Linked DNA regions of Ovis aries: region 2 is linked to region 1. Evidence: chromatin contacts called from public Hi-C data. All regions are on one chromosome and are shown on one strand. The core of a region is the stretch at or near the end of the contact, and the rest is flanking DNA. Distances in the headings are between cores, read along the strand shown.

Region 1 (7,086 bases), core at 667-3,166:
TCCCTGGGTCAGGAAGATCCCTTGGAGAAGGGCATGGCAACCCACTCTAGTATTCTGGCCTGGTGAATCCCACAGACAGAGGAGCCTGGTGAGCTACAGTCCATGGGGTCCTAAAGAGTTCGACACGGCTGAGCGACCACCACCACCAACAGTGTAACTGATACCTTCTCTTGATGCTGCATTTCTTACAAGTTCTTTGAGGATTAATTGTACTACAGTTATCAGTGAGTGAGTGAGTGAGTGAAGTCGCTCAGTTGTGTCTGACTCTTTGAGACCCCATGGACTGTAGCCTACCAGGCTCCTCAGTCCATGGGATTTTCCAGGCAAGAGTACTGGAGTGGGTTGCCATTTTCTTCTTCAGGGGATCTTCCTGACCCAGGGATTGAACCTGGGTCTTCCACATTGTAGGCAGACGCTTTACCGTCTGAGCTACCAGGGAAGCCTTACAGCTATCAGTAGGACAGGATTATTAAGATTTAAGTTCTGTGATGTTTTGTTTTCAAGATCTAAGCATAGTTCCTGCCTTTTTAAGGGTAAATTTTAGACTAGATGATAATCTGTGTTTTGTTGAGAAGAAAATCCAGGTAGGGCTAATCTCTGTTTTTAAACCTATGCCAATGTGAGGACTATTTTTTGAAGTCTGAAGAATATAGCTTTGCGGAGAACTATGAGTGGTCTGAGGGTTTTCTTCATAAACACCGCCTAAACTGGCCTATGTTTGCTTTCTAGCAGTTGACATTTAAGAGATTTTTTTTTTTTTTTGAGGTTTCAGACTCTTTCTGCCCTCAAATACCTCATGTAAGCTGTCATCTTGCTGAAGATAAAAGGAACATTGTTTCAATTCTGGTCAGTTTCTAGAACTGTGTGATATTTAATAAGCCTGTTTAGCCTCACTGGGGCTTCACAGGTGGCATTAATAGTAAAGAATCCGCCTGCAATGCAGGAGGCTTGGGTTCAGTCCCTGGGCTGGGAAGATCCCCTGGAGGAGGGCATGGCAACCCACTCCAGTATTCTTCACCTGGAGAATCCCAAGGACAGAGGAGCCTGGTGGGCTACAGTCTATAGGGCTGTGAAGAGTTGGACACAACTGAAGCGACTTTAACACGCATACACACAGCCTCACTGATCCTCAAGCATATGCCTGTGTCTGTGAGTGTGTGCACTGTGTGAGTAAAGGAGAGTGGTGATGATAGTGGCCTCCTATAAAATCTTCATGGGACCAGGAGTGGTGGTCGGGACTTTTTTTTTTGCTCCTCAGTAGAGGACAAAAGTTGAGAAACTCTGGCCTGACCATCTAAAATTCCGTGCAGCTTTTTGGTGATGAAACTCTTCCAGAAGGCCAGGGTGAGGCTGAGCCTTGGAGGGAAAGGTGTTAGGAGTGTCTGACAGGCCTTCAGTTGGATTTGAAGCTGAAGGTCACATTGAGGACAATTAGTTCTGTTCTAGAGGGACTGCCCCCTGTTTGGTTGGTTTCTCCACCAGCTAATCCTTGGCTGGGTTGCTCAGTGTCCGTTCCCAGGTAAACTTCCAATGCAAAGTATTGAGCTTGGTTACCTGGTGAAGCCTGGGGATTGACACCAACTCATTTTTTTTTTCTACCCATTTGATTTCAACACTGCTTTCCTGAAAGTCTTCTTCATCAGCAAGCATTACAGCAGTTCCTGGAAAGAGCAAGACTTTTATGATTCTCAAAATCTCTGTATCAACTGAAAAAGTTTCCCAAGGACCAGTGAAACACTTCTGGGGACAAAGAAGTGAAGGGGCCAGGTAACCCGTTTTTAGAACCGGTGCTGGCAAGAAAGTGATCAGAAAGCACACAGTACCGCAGTAGCATCGTTTCTTACGGGAGTGAAAAGAATTTACAGTCCGCGGGGGGGCCGGACATCCGATGTCAGAAGCGAGCAGTTCTAGTGTCTGAGATTCTGTGACACGAACCAAGGGTGTAGGAAGCTATGCGTGTCCGCAGGAATGTAAGGAGAGCGAGAGAAGGGGGTGAGTGATGGGGCGCTGGCTGGGAGCATCGGGGTGTCCTTGGGTTTCCAGCCCCCGAGCAGATGAACTCTTGGCCGCAGGGAAAGCGCAGGAAACCTTCACCCGAGCGGGAACCGGGAGGGTGGGGGTGCTGAGACTGCGGCGGAACCAAAACAGGGTGTGGCCAGGGCGCTCCCGAGTGCTAGGCGCCCGCCTTGGTGACCCGGGAGGAGGTCGTTTTCGGGTGGCGGGGAGAGAGGACGGGGAGCTCCGGAGAAGGAAGAGCATTGGCTCCTCCCGCCCCACCCCCGCCCGGGGCTGCGCAACGCCGGGCGCAGGGCAAGGCGGCGGCGCCCGTGGCGGCGCTCTCCCCCCCGCGCGGCCGGGGCAGGGCGGGCCGGGTGGCGCTCGGGGGCCGGGCTCTGGTCCCCACTCAACCCTCCCTCCCTCCGCCTCCCGGGCCGGGCGGCCGGGCCAATGAGCGGCGAGAGGAGGGGAGCGGGAAGCCGAGCGCGCTGGGCCGCGGCCCTCCTACCGCGCCCGTAGCCGCAGCGCCGAACGCCAAGTTTTGCGCCCCGAGACTTTGCGCCGCGTCTCGTCCTCTGGCTCGCAGCTCGGTCCCGCGGGAGCCCGGCGGCCGCGCGCTGCCCTCGGGACGGCCGCCCGCGCGCACTCGGGCGGGAGGACGCCGAGCCGGGGGCCGGGGCTGGGGGCGGCTCCTCCCGAAGATGCAGGATGGCAGCGGAGCCGCGGTCCAGCCTGTCCTACCGCACCACGGGGTCCACCTGTCTGCACCCGCTCAGCGAGCTCCTGGGCATCCCGCTGGACCAGGTAACTGCGGGCGGGCGGCCAGGCCGCGCGCTGGGGCGTGAGCGCAGGCACCCTCCCCGAGCCGGAGCGGGAGGGAAGCCGGGGGAGGCGAGGAGGGGGATGTTATCTACCTCCGTCCCCGCCCCCATGCAGATTTCCCTGCTTCAGACTAGACAGGTGGAGTTTTGTTTGTTTGAGTTGATGTTTTTCTCCTGTACGTATGGGGGGGGGGGGGGTATACCCTGCACAGCAGATTCGAATAAACTTTGTTTTGGTCTTGTTTGAAGTTTGGGGTTGCCTCCTTTCCTGTAAGCCAGTTCTAAAGCCTTCTGATAAATGAAATCGTGTTCCGTCAGTGCACTCAAGTCTTCATTATTTTTAAGTTAGTTGAGCCTACTTAGAAAGTAAGCCTGAGTGATGTCTAAGCAGTAGCCTACCGTTTGGGGATAAGAGACCGGGGTGTTTCCGGCAGCGAGGCTTGGAAAATCGGGTTGACAGTTATTTTGTGCCCTGTGCGATCTCCATCCGCAAGGGAGGAGGGACACAGGATGCTGTGGTTTTCCGAGGGCCGTGGTTTATTCAGTCAGTCCGTTCTCGAGGGTCCAGGCTCCCTAGCAGGACAGGTTATTGGAAGAAGAGAGAGGCTGCTGCAGGTGTTTGGACTGAAACTGAAAATAGCAACAAACAGTAATTCCAGGTAAGAAATCTTTCTAAGCGTTAAGGCTCTTAACCCATTTTTTTGGTCTCTCTAGATGCTACAGGCTAGATCTGCCCTGTGTTTAGTAGTAAGCCAGTAAATACATAGTTGACCCTTGAATAAGACAAGTTTGAATTGCATGGATTCACTTATATGTGGATATTTTTCAATAGTAAGTACTACAGCGCTGTACCAGTACTGAAGCTGCTTAAATCTGCAGAGTCTAGGAACGGAGGATACAAGGGGCTGTCTGTAAATTATAGGCAGATGAACACCTATGTGGTTGAAGGGACAGCTGTATGTTATTTAAATGGAATTGGGTAAGGCATTCTGGAGGAGGGCCCGCATACTCCTGTTTCCTGCTGAGTTTTCATCCAGTTTTCTTCCTCTGCCTGTTCCCTAGTGAACTTTAAAAATTCTTTCCTTCACACAAGAGCATACCTGCTGCACTGTCCACTCCCATTCCTTCAGCAATGAGGAAGTGAAAGCTGGATGTTTGCTTTACTCAGATGCTGTTTTCTGAGCTGCCCTCTACCTGGCCCCCTTTGAGGCTTTGATTCAGAACTCCACCTGATCCGACAGTTGCCTCTCATCAGTTGTGAAATCCCAAAGGTCAGGAGGGGTTTTTTTCAGCTGCCCGTGCCTGTTCTTGTAGTGAGGATGTAGTGATTGCCAGGGACCTGCAAAGGCAGCAATAATAGCAAATTCTCTAGCCCTGAAATGAAATCTAACTCAGAGCCGAATTTCCTTTCTGGGGAGTTTGTTTCATACTTAACCCCTCTACCCTCCATCACAATTTATTTTAATTGCACTTTCCATTTGCAGCAGTACAGCACAATCCAGGGTTTTTTTTTGTTTGTTTGTTTTTGTTTTTGTTTTTTGTATGGAAAGAGATAGATTGTTAATAGATCCTGGAGATTGATGGCTAAGAGGCACCTAAGATGGATGTTATTAAGTGCCCTGTAACTGCCTCCACCATCATCTTGAGTCTCCTGGATTTCTGACAAAGGAATCCTGGTTTTAATTTATAAGAAAGAATGAAAGATGGAGAGGGGAGGGATTTGGGGGTACACGGAAGGAGAAATGTGGGCTCTAGACAAGAAAGGCACACCTGTGATCTTAGATCTTAGGGAGGCCTGCTGCCCTTCAGCTGGGGTCCAATCACAGTGATTCTTGGTGGAAGACACCCGTAAAGGGCAATACCCCAGCTGGCTTATTTAGGCCGAGGGAGAATCCCAAACCATAAACAATGTGGTTTGAGGCGAAACCGTGGCTTGAGGGTTTGGAAGCTTGATGTGTTTTTCTCCCTCACACTTTCAAGGGCCTTTTAGATGTTAGACTGACTTGCGGGTAATTCCTGGTCTGCTAGGAAACTTCCTTTGTGACCGTCAGCTGGTATTCTACCAACCTGGAGCCTCAGGGTCCTCATGTGTAATGTGGGAGATGGCAAAAGACCTACCTTTGGGAGTTGAGACATTTTACATAGATGTGAAGTGCCGTACGGTCCTTGTATCAGACAGGGGCCTGGCAGGAAACAATTCAACTCAATGGCTTATAATGAAGAAACTTCCCTGAATTACTTAAGAGTTGTGGGTGGCACTATAGGAGCCAATAAAGGATGTTCAGGTACCAAGATTGGGTGCTGAAGGGGAATAGGGAGAAAGTCCTGTTGCCTGGATGCAGGGGCAAAGCAGAGAACTTGGCCCTTCTGCTCCCCATCCCCTGACCTTTGCATCTCTTGCCGTGGCCCCTGGTGGGTGGCTGGCCTAGAGCGCCTGGGTGAAGTGGTCTGAGGGACTTCTCCTGGGCCACAGGGGGGACGAGAAATGTGGAGCCAGCTCTGGAGGACAGACCTAGGCTAAGAGCCCAGCCCTTGATACGCATTTGCTCCTGGCCCATTAAAGAGTGCCTTCTTATTGGCCTGCAATTTGCCAAGAATGATAAAACATATCTCAAGTTGCCCAAGTAGTGCCTCATATACCACTTACAGACGACAGTGAATCCTCTCCTTAATGTTTCAGGATTTCACATGTGTGTTTGTAATTTCTGAATTGATTGCGCTTATGGGAATGTCTTTGGCTTCTAGGTCTCCCTGGGTCAAGTCGTTTATTATTTACAACACCTGAAATATCTGCTGAGCATTCTGCTATGTGAGTGAAGAGCTCTGTTTTTCATCCAGTTCTTCCATTTATCTGTTCTCTTAGCTCTTCGGGGGAGCCCATGTGCATTGCGACTATACTCAGGAGAAGTCTCTGGTTTTAGTTTCCAGGGGCTTTGACTAGCCTGGACTCCTCTGAAAGAGGTTAAATGCAAAATCATCTTATTTAATTAGAGACTTGGAGCCCAGCAGTTCAGGTCCAGAGTATTGGAAATGGAGGATGTATGAGCCTTCACAGTTGCCTCACAGATGAGTTTGTTGAAAACTGTGTTTCTAGAATGAGTTCCTTTCTGTTAGCAGATGTGGAGCTTGGGCAGGGAGCGGAGGATAACTGATCTGCTTTTCTGTTTAAATCATCTGTTCATACCCTCTCCACCCTGTTTAGGTTGTGGGCTATGACAAGATCCATCTTTAAACTGTCCCAGCCTTCGAATGGACTAGGACTCAACTAGTCCTAAATGGACTCAGCTGCCAGAATGCTGACATTCCTAATGTGTGTGTCACTTGATCATATCCGAGGAGCTCTGCAAGAGGAGGAATTCCTGGCTTTAAGGACTTTGCAATTTGGTGAACTGAGTGCCAAGACTTTTTTTTTTAACCAACTGAACCCCCCCCAAATTTGTCTGTATTTGCATAAAGTATCAATTCAGTATTAAATTAGGATTCTTTGTCTGGATTTCAGTTTTTCCCCCTAATGTGGCATCAGCAGAAAAAAGGGACAAAGGAAAAATAGACCAGGAGATAAGAATCTAGGAAGTGATTGCCGAGGTTAAAGCAGTCAAGGTTTAGGTCTCTTCCTGTAGGCTTGTATTACAGTTTAAAAGGCTAGATGAGTGAAGACTAGCTCTCAAGGCCTGGCCTTCTCAACTCATGGGCTTCTCAACTACCCCCGCCTCTGGTGGCTCAGATGGTAAAGAATCTGCCTGCAGGGCTGGAGACTCAGGTTCAATCCCTGGGTTGGGAAGATCCCCTGGAGAAGGGAATGACTACCCACTCAGTATTCTTGCCTGGGAAATTCCACGGACAGAGGAGCCTGGTGGGTTACAGTCGCGGGGTCGCAAAGAGTCTGACACTACTGAAGCCTCTGACCATAAACTTTCTCTACCTGCCTGGAGTTTTCAGTCACCTGGTTGGTTCCCTTGCCTGTCTGTGGAAAGCCCAACCCTCAATTCTTGTCTTATCTAAGCCTTGCCCTTGGTTAAAAGCTTAACTCACATTCCACAGTCATTATTAAATATTTATTTCATACTTGTAATGCCAAGGACTTGGTCAGGTCGTAGAAATATAAGGATTAAAAAAAAAAAAAATCAAGGTTTCTGTCCTAGAAGAGTTTATACACCTATAAAGGAGACAAAAGACCCACATAAATATTAATATACAAGTACTATGTCCTGATGAACCGGTGTAAGTGCTAATAGAGGTATGCTGTTGTTCAGTACTCAGTTGTCTG
Region 2 (6,377 bases), core at 198-2,697, 69 kb after region 1:
ATCAGATTGGGATAACTGGTAGCAAGATGGCTCAGGGAGATGTGAAAGGGATCATGAGAGGCGTGAATCAGCCTAGGGAGGGGGTGATGGATATGTCTGTTATCTTGAACTTGGCTCTGATTTTCTGAGTATGATGTGTCAAAACTTTGGATACTTTAAATATGCCCAAAGAAGTGTTAAGAAAGGAAGAAATATTCTTCCTATGATATTTTGACTTCAAAGTGCAGAAGTAATTTAATTCTACCTTGAAGGCTGCATGCTTGGACAATCCAGGAAAATACCTGGAGTGGCTGTCTTGCACTGTCTCTGATTCCTGTGGTCTTTCTGAAACCTCAGAATTAATTCAGCCTCTCAGTAACACTGGAATGTGAGCTCTGTGAAAACAAAGACTTTTCTCTCCACTATTGTAGCCTCAGAGCCTAGAACAATACCTGGCACAAGTAAAGACTCAGTAAATATTTATGGAATGAATGACTGAATATACTTGAAAATACATTCACGCTTCGATGGCTTCCTTTTTGATAACTTCTCTGGAAAAGCAAATGTCTTATTTCAACCTCGGAAAACTCTTTGATTAATGAGACTATTAGCACAATAGTTTTACTTCTTAAAAGCATTGGAATTTAATTTTTTAGTGTATCATCTTGCAATTACTTCCAATACATTTTTGGTTTGCAAGGGAAAATATTTTTGCCTGCTTTTAACTTGGATAGTCATTGAACTTCATATTCAAATGAACTTGGGAAATTTGAATTCTAATCATCTCTCTCAAGAGTTGACTCATTGGAAAAGACTCTGATGCTGGGAGGGATTGGGGGCAGGAGGAGAAGGGGACGTCAGAGGATAAGATGGCTGGATGGCATCACCGACTCGAGGGACGTGAGTTTGAGTGAACTCCTGGAGCTAGTGATGGACAGGGAGGCCTGGCGTGCTGCAATTCATGGGGTCGCAAAGAGTCGGACACGACTGAGTAACTGAACTGAATCATCTCTCTGCTAAGTGTCTTCCTTAAAGGGATAGAGTCATTCCTTCAGAAGGGAAATAGGAAATCTGTATTTCTACAGTTTGTTAAGAATGGATTTGGGAAATGCTTCATGTTATGACAAAATGCTTTCTTTTTCAGTGGGAGGTAAAAATGTGTGGCTTTTCCTCCACTTGACACTGGAAGCAATTAAATGATGAATATAAATGTCACATCTCTAAAGCAGGTTTCCAGCTACCTTACAAACTATAATTTGTCAGCTCTCCCTGCATCTGTGTGATGCTGGTGAGGTGGGGTCCATTTTTCAGAGGGTCCAGCGGTATTTCCAGGCTCGCTGTGTTAGTCTCCAGCCAGGAGTGGAATCCTCCGGCCTTGGGAAGGAGAGCCCTTCACGGGCAGGCTCCGACTGTTTGCTTCTTCATGATAACATTGTGGTAGCAGAGGGCCGTGTCCTAAGACTGGAAAGAAAAAAAGCCAGAACAAATTCTTCTCCTCTGTCTGTGCTTGTGTGGTTGCCAGGACTGCCGAAGTCAGGAGTGGTTCACATTTCCCAGTGGAGGGAAGTTGTTTCCTCTTGCTGCTGGGAAAAAACTCCAGGCAGGGGTCAGGAAACCTGGCTGTTTCCAGCGGCATGAGGTTGGAAAAGCCAGGCGGCTTCTTTGCGTGTCGGGCTTCCCGCCTGCGCAGTGTGGGGTTTGTCCTGGTGTTTGTCGTTTAGTGGCTGAGTCTTGTCCGATTCTTTGCGACCTCATGGACCGTAGCCTGCCAGGCCCCTCTGTCCATGGGATTCCCTAGGCGAGAACACTGGAGTGGGTTGCCATTTCCTACTCCAGGGGATTTTCCCGATCCAGGGATTGAACCCACATCTCCTGCATTGGCAGGTGGATTCTTTACCACCGAGCCACCAGGGGATGGTTTGAGCTTAAGTTCGCTTCAAGATTGCTGGGTTCTTTGTGAATTGTTTTCCTCCGCCTTTCCCTGAGTTATGAGTTGTGTTCTATGCATAGCTGGGAATAGGAGGGCAAGACTGGTACTTGCTGCCATGCGGACCTAACCCACTGCAGAGCTGCCTGTTATTCAGGATTTATCTAGAGAGTTCATGGGGTACCGATTCTGTTTCCTTCCCAGGCCCCTCTGTTGGGCAAAAATCACGGGTTTTCACTTACCTTGTATGAACCCACTGGAACAGAATACAGTACCTCCTGGGATGGAAGGCCTCGTGTCGGAACTTGGTGATGCAGTTACCAACTTTTGAGGCCAAGCTCTCTTAAATATATTTCATTATTTTGATATATAAACTCTTATTGAGTGTATCAGTATACAATTACATTTACTATTTCCTATCATTACAGCAAATATATTCTTTCTAGAAGAACTCTATAGGATATAGATTTTTATTTCCTGAGATGGAAAATGATGAAAGTTCAGAGAGGTGAATGGGTGTACGTGTTCAGCCATTCAGTCGTGTCCGGCTCCTTTGTAGCCCTCCAGACTCCTCTGTCCATGAAATTTCCCAGGCAAGAATACTGGAGTTGGTTGCCATTTCCTACTCCAGGGTATCTTTCCCACCCAGGGACTGAATCCGAATCACTTGTGTCTCCTGCATTGGCAGGCGGATTCTTTACCACTGGTGCCACCTGGAAAGCCCCGAGTATACAAATGGCTCTGCAGTTCAGTGAGTTTTCACAAAGTGAACACACCCCTGCAACTGCCACGAAGGTCAGTGAGGATTGTGTTACCGTCACGCATGTTCCAATCTCTACCACACCCTTCCTTCCTAAGATAACTACTAGCCTGACTTCTCACACCTGCAAAGGAGTTTGGCCAGTACTTGGATTTGAACTCATGTTGGTCTGTGCCCAGAAAACACGCTCTTTCTGCTGCTCCTGGATTCAGGTTTTTCAGGGGAAATGAATGTATTTCTCTGTTGTTTGGGAACTCAGTACTTGGCCCCACCCTTGGTAGGTGGGTCGTTTTATAATAATTGAATTAAACTTGCTTTTTTCTCTGGGTGAAGGGTCCCAGGAAGGCCTGGTTGTAGCTCCTTTTGATTAGAAAGGATTCTGGAAAAGTCTCTTGAATCTTCTTTGTGCTACTGCCTTGACCCTTGTGAACTGGCTTGGGAAGGGGAACAGATAATAGAGGGAAAAGGTCTAACTCCATTCTAGTACTTCAGCTCATAAGGGAGTTTTTTCTTAAACATTTGCTTTGTGCACCATCTTCTTGGTCTGGAAAGGGTTATGGTTGAACCCAGGGACGGAAAAATCATTTCTGTGTGGTAAGATCTTTGCTTGCAAATAATGAAGAGAACTAAAGTTGTGGAATGCTTTACTGTATCTGGCTCAGCATCCTGCTTTCCCTTGCTACCAGATGAATGTTTATTATCCCTTCTTAATATTCCTGAGGTTGATCTAGTCTTCATGAGTTATTTTAATGTGAATTTGTGAATTTCAACATCATTTGGTATCAGAATATACATCTTCCCAGTTTTATTACATTTGCTTGAAAATCATCCTTGTGAATTTATGTCTGTTTTTGATGGGCTCCTAAACCATTCAGTTCAGTTCTGTTCAGTCACTCAGTTGTGTCTGACTCTTCGTGACCCATGGACTATAGCATGCCGGGCTTCCCTGTCCATCACCAACTCCTGGAGCTTGCTCAGACTCATGTCCAGCGAGTTGATGATGCCATCCAACCATCTCATCCTCTGTCGTCCCCTTCTCCTCCTGCCTTCAATCTTTCCCAGCATCAGGGTCTTTTTCAGTGAGTCAGTTCTTCTCATCAGGTGGCCAAAGTATTGGAGTTTCCTGCTTCAGCCTCAGTACTTCCAATGAATATTCAGGACTGATTTCCTTTAGGATGGACTGGTTGGATCTCCTTGCAGTCTGAGGGACTCTCAAGAGTCTTCTCTAACACCACAACCACAGTTTGAAAGCATCAATTCTTCAGTGCTCAGCTTTCTTTATGGTCCAACTCTCACATCCATACACAACTACTGGAAAAAACCATAGCTTTGACTAGATGGACCTTTGTTGGCATAGTAATGTCTCTGCTTTTTAATATGCTGTCTAGGTTGGTCATAGCTTTTCTTCCAAGGTGTTTAATGTTCTCAGTTTAGTTCATTTCAACTAACAGTTAAGTGAACCTCTTGATGGCCAAGAGTTTGGGTGCTCGAGGTTACAATGAATTGGAGAAACAGATACATGTAATTTTAATGTTATGATGACATGTTAGCATAGGGCACTGGAGAACACAGGCAGTAGAGCAGTGAATTGTGTTGGGCATTGGGGTGGGGTGGATGGAGCAAGACTATGCTAATGACATTAGAGCTCAGCCATGTCAGATAATTTGTGTCCAGATAGACCATAGGAGGGAGCAAAGGCTTGCAGGCAGAGGAAAGAGAAAGAAATCTGGCCTGAAAATTCAGGATTTAATTGTGGGAAGGGAGCAGTCTGGTGTGGTTTAGCACATGATGGACATGCAATGTGGCTGGAGATGATCCAGAAAGGAACTGTTAAGCTAGAGCTTAGCATGTGCGGCACCTGGAATGCTGTATTCAGGAGACTTGATGTGATTAGACAGTAGGGAGTAGGCGTGGGGCGGAGGAGCAAGACTTGTTTAAACGGCTTTATTTATTTATCTGTGGCTGCGCTGGGTCTTTGTTGCTGCGCCCAGGCTTTCTCTTACTGCAGACAGTCAGGGTTGCTCTTTAGTTGGGGTGCATGGAGTTCTCATTGCCGCAGCGTCTCTTGTTGTGGAGTACAGGCTCTAGGGCATGTGGGCTTCAGTAGCTGTGGGCTTAGTTGCCCCAGGGAAGGTGGGATCTTCCCGAACCAGAGATTGAACCCTGTGGCTTTTAAGTCAAGAAACATTCATTCATTGTGTGTTCATTCAACGCTGGCAACAGTCGCAGCTAGTGGTGAATGAAACACACCTGGCCATCCTTACTCTCATGGGGCTTTCCGGCTTGGAAGGGAGACAGTGGTTAATCAGGTGATCACATACCTGTATATGTACAAGCTGATGAATGTTCTTAATGGCATGCATGCGTGTGTGTGTGTACATTGCTGGTTTACACTGTAGGATGATCCTCTGTAGGAGGCCATGGAGTGAACAGGAGAAGGTGGAAACTGAAGCCTCAGGCATCAGCAGGGAGGATCCTGAGCAGCGCATTGGGACTGCTGACGCCTAAGGAGTAGAGGGAGGAAGATAGGCTGAGCAAGAGCCTTGGAAGAACTGACCAGAGAGCTGGGAAGGAAACAAGGAGAATGGAAGCCAAGGAACAAAGTGTTTCAGGAAGGGAGTGGTTGGCAATAGGATGATTTATATTTTAGGAAGATCACTGTGTAAACAGGATGGTTTGTGAAGAGGAGGATCTGAGTGCAGGACCTTACAGGTCCGTGGTTCCCAGCTCTGGCTGCACGTTGGAGTGACACCTGCCATGTGTATCTCTTATCAATGAAATTAGAATATCCAGGGGTGGGGCCAGTTACTCCCCAGGTGATTCCATCATGCTGCCCGAGTTGAGAAGGACTGCCGTGGTCCAGAAGAGGAAAGATGAAGGGCTGAGAGCCGTGGGTGTGCAAGTGAGGAGCAGGGATGTGCTGGGGGGGAGGTGGACCAGATAGGACTTTGTGGCTAATCGCATGTGGGGGGTGAAGGAGAGAAAGTCAGCTGAGTGCATGCACAATGATCTGATGCTCGGTGTGTTTTTTTGGTTCCAGATACTCCTTTTTTGTAGCAATGGGCTACCTTACAGTCTGCCACATCAGTCGAATCTACATCTTCCACTACGGAATTCTCACTACAGATTTTTCTGGGTGAGTATCCTCATTTGCGTTGGGGTGGTTGGGTGGCTGACTTTGACTCAGTCCCCTGGGTTCTGGAAAGATCGAGAACACAGGTATGAGTCATCAGTGACGTGGTTAAGTCATTTGGTAAGACGGTGCATGTGAGGTTGAGGGCGGTGATTTGATTGCTCCGTAGGATGGTGAGCTCTGCCATTGTCGTAAGGTAGGGTCGCCAGCCACATGCTGTGGGCTCTGTCTGGGCTGCCACTTGTTTCTGTAGTTATATTGGAACATGCCCAGGCACTTACTCATGTATTTGTTATCTGCGGCTGCTTTTTGCGCTACGGTGGTAGCACTGAGTAGTTATGACAGAAACCATACGACCTTACAGAAGCCAAAATATTTCCTATCATGCTCTGTACAGAAAAGTCTGCCAACCCCTATTCTAAGGTCCCAAACACAGAGTTGGTGTTTTATCTCTTACAGTTAATAACACAAAATTTTTCCATAGGAGCTGATAAACATTGGGCTGGCCAAAAAGTTCGTTCGGGTTTTTCCATGCGCTGTTACGGAAAAGCCAGATGAGCTTTTTGGCCAGTCCAACA

Evidence for each region. A called contact is a pair of places that touch in the nucleus more often than the background predicts.
Region 2: a contact with region 1 is called in a Hi-C map of tail adipose tissue, with 2.1 times the contacts expected there. The contact joins the enhancer-like site here to the promoter of MBOAT1 in region 1. A contact is called at or near these places in 3 of 16 Hi-C or Micro-C datasets (blood, skin fibroblasts and tail adipose tissue).

The regions. Positions count from the first base shown.
Region 1 is chr20:36,983,636-36,990,721 of ARS-UI_Ramb_v3.0, forward strand. It overlaps MBOAT1 (membrane bound O-acyltransferase domain containing 1), which reads left to right and starts at 1,917. Exons shown (of 13, transcript XM_060403771.1): 1 at 1,917-1,992.
Region 2 is chr20:37,053,249-37,059,625 of ARS-UI_Ramb_v3.0, forward strand. It overlaps MBOAT1 (membrane bound O-acyltransferase domain containing 1), which reads left to right. Exons shown (of 13, transcript XM_060403771.1): 4 at 5,707-5,802. Among named protein-coding and RNA genes, the nearest start is that of MBOAT1, 71 kb to the left of the region's middle. Within about 2 kb of position 1,448, at least 7 of the 54 cell types and tissues checked have an H3K27ac peak or open chromatin away from gene starts, as enhancers often do. A contact at or near this core is called in tail adipose tissue, where this site is marked.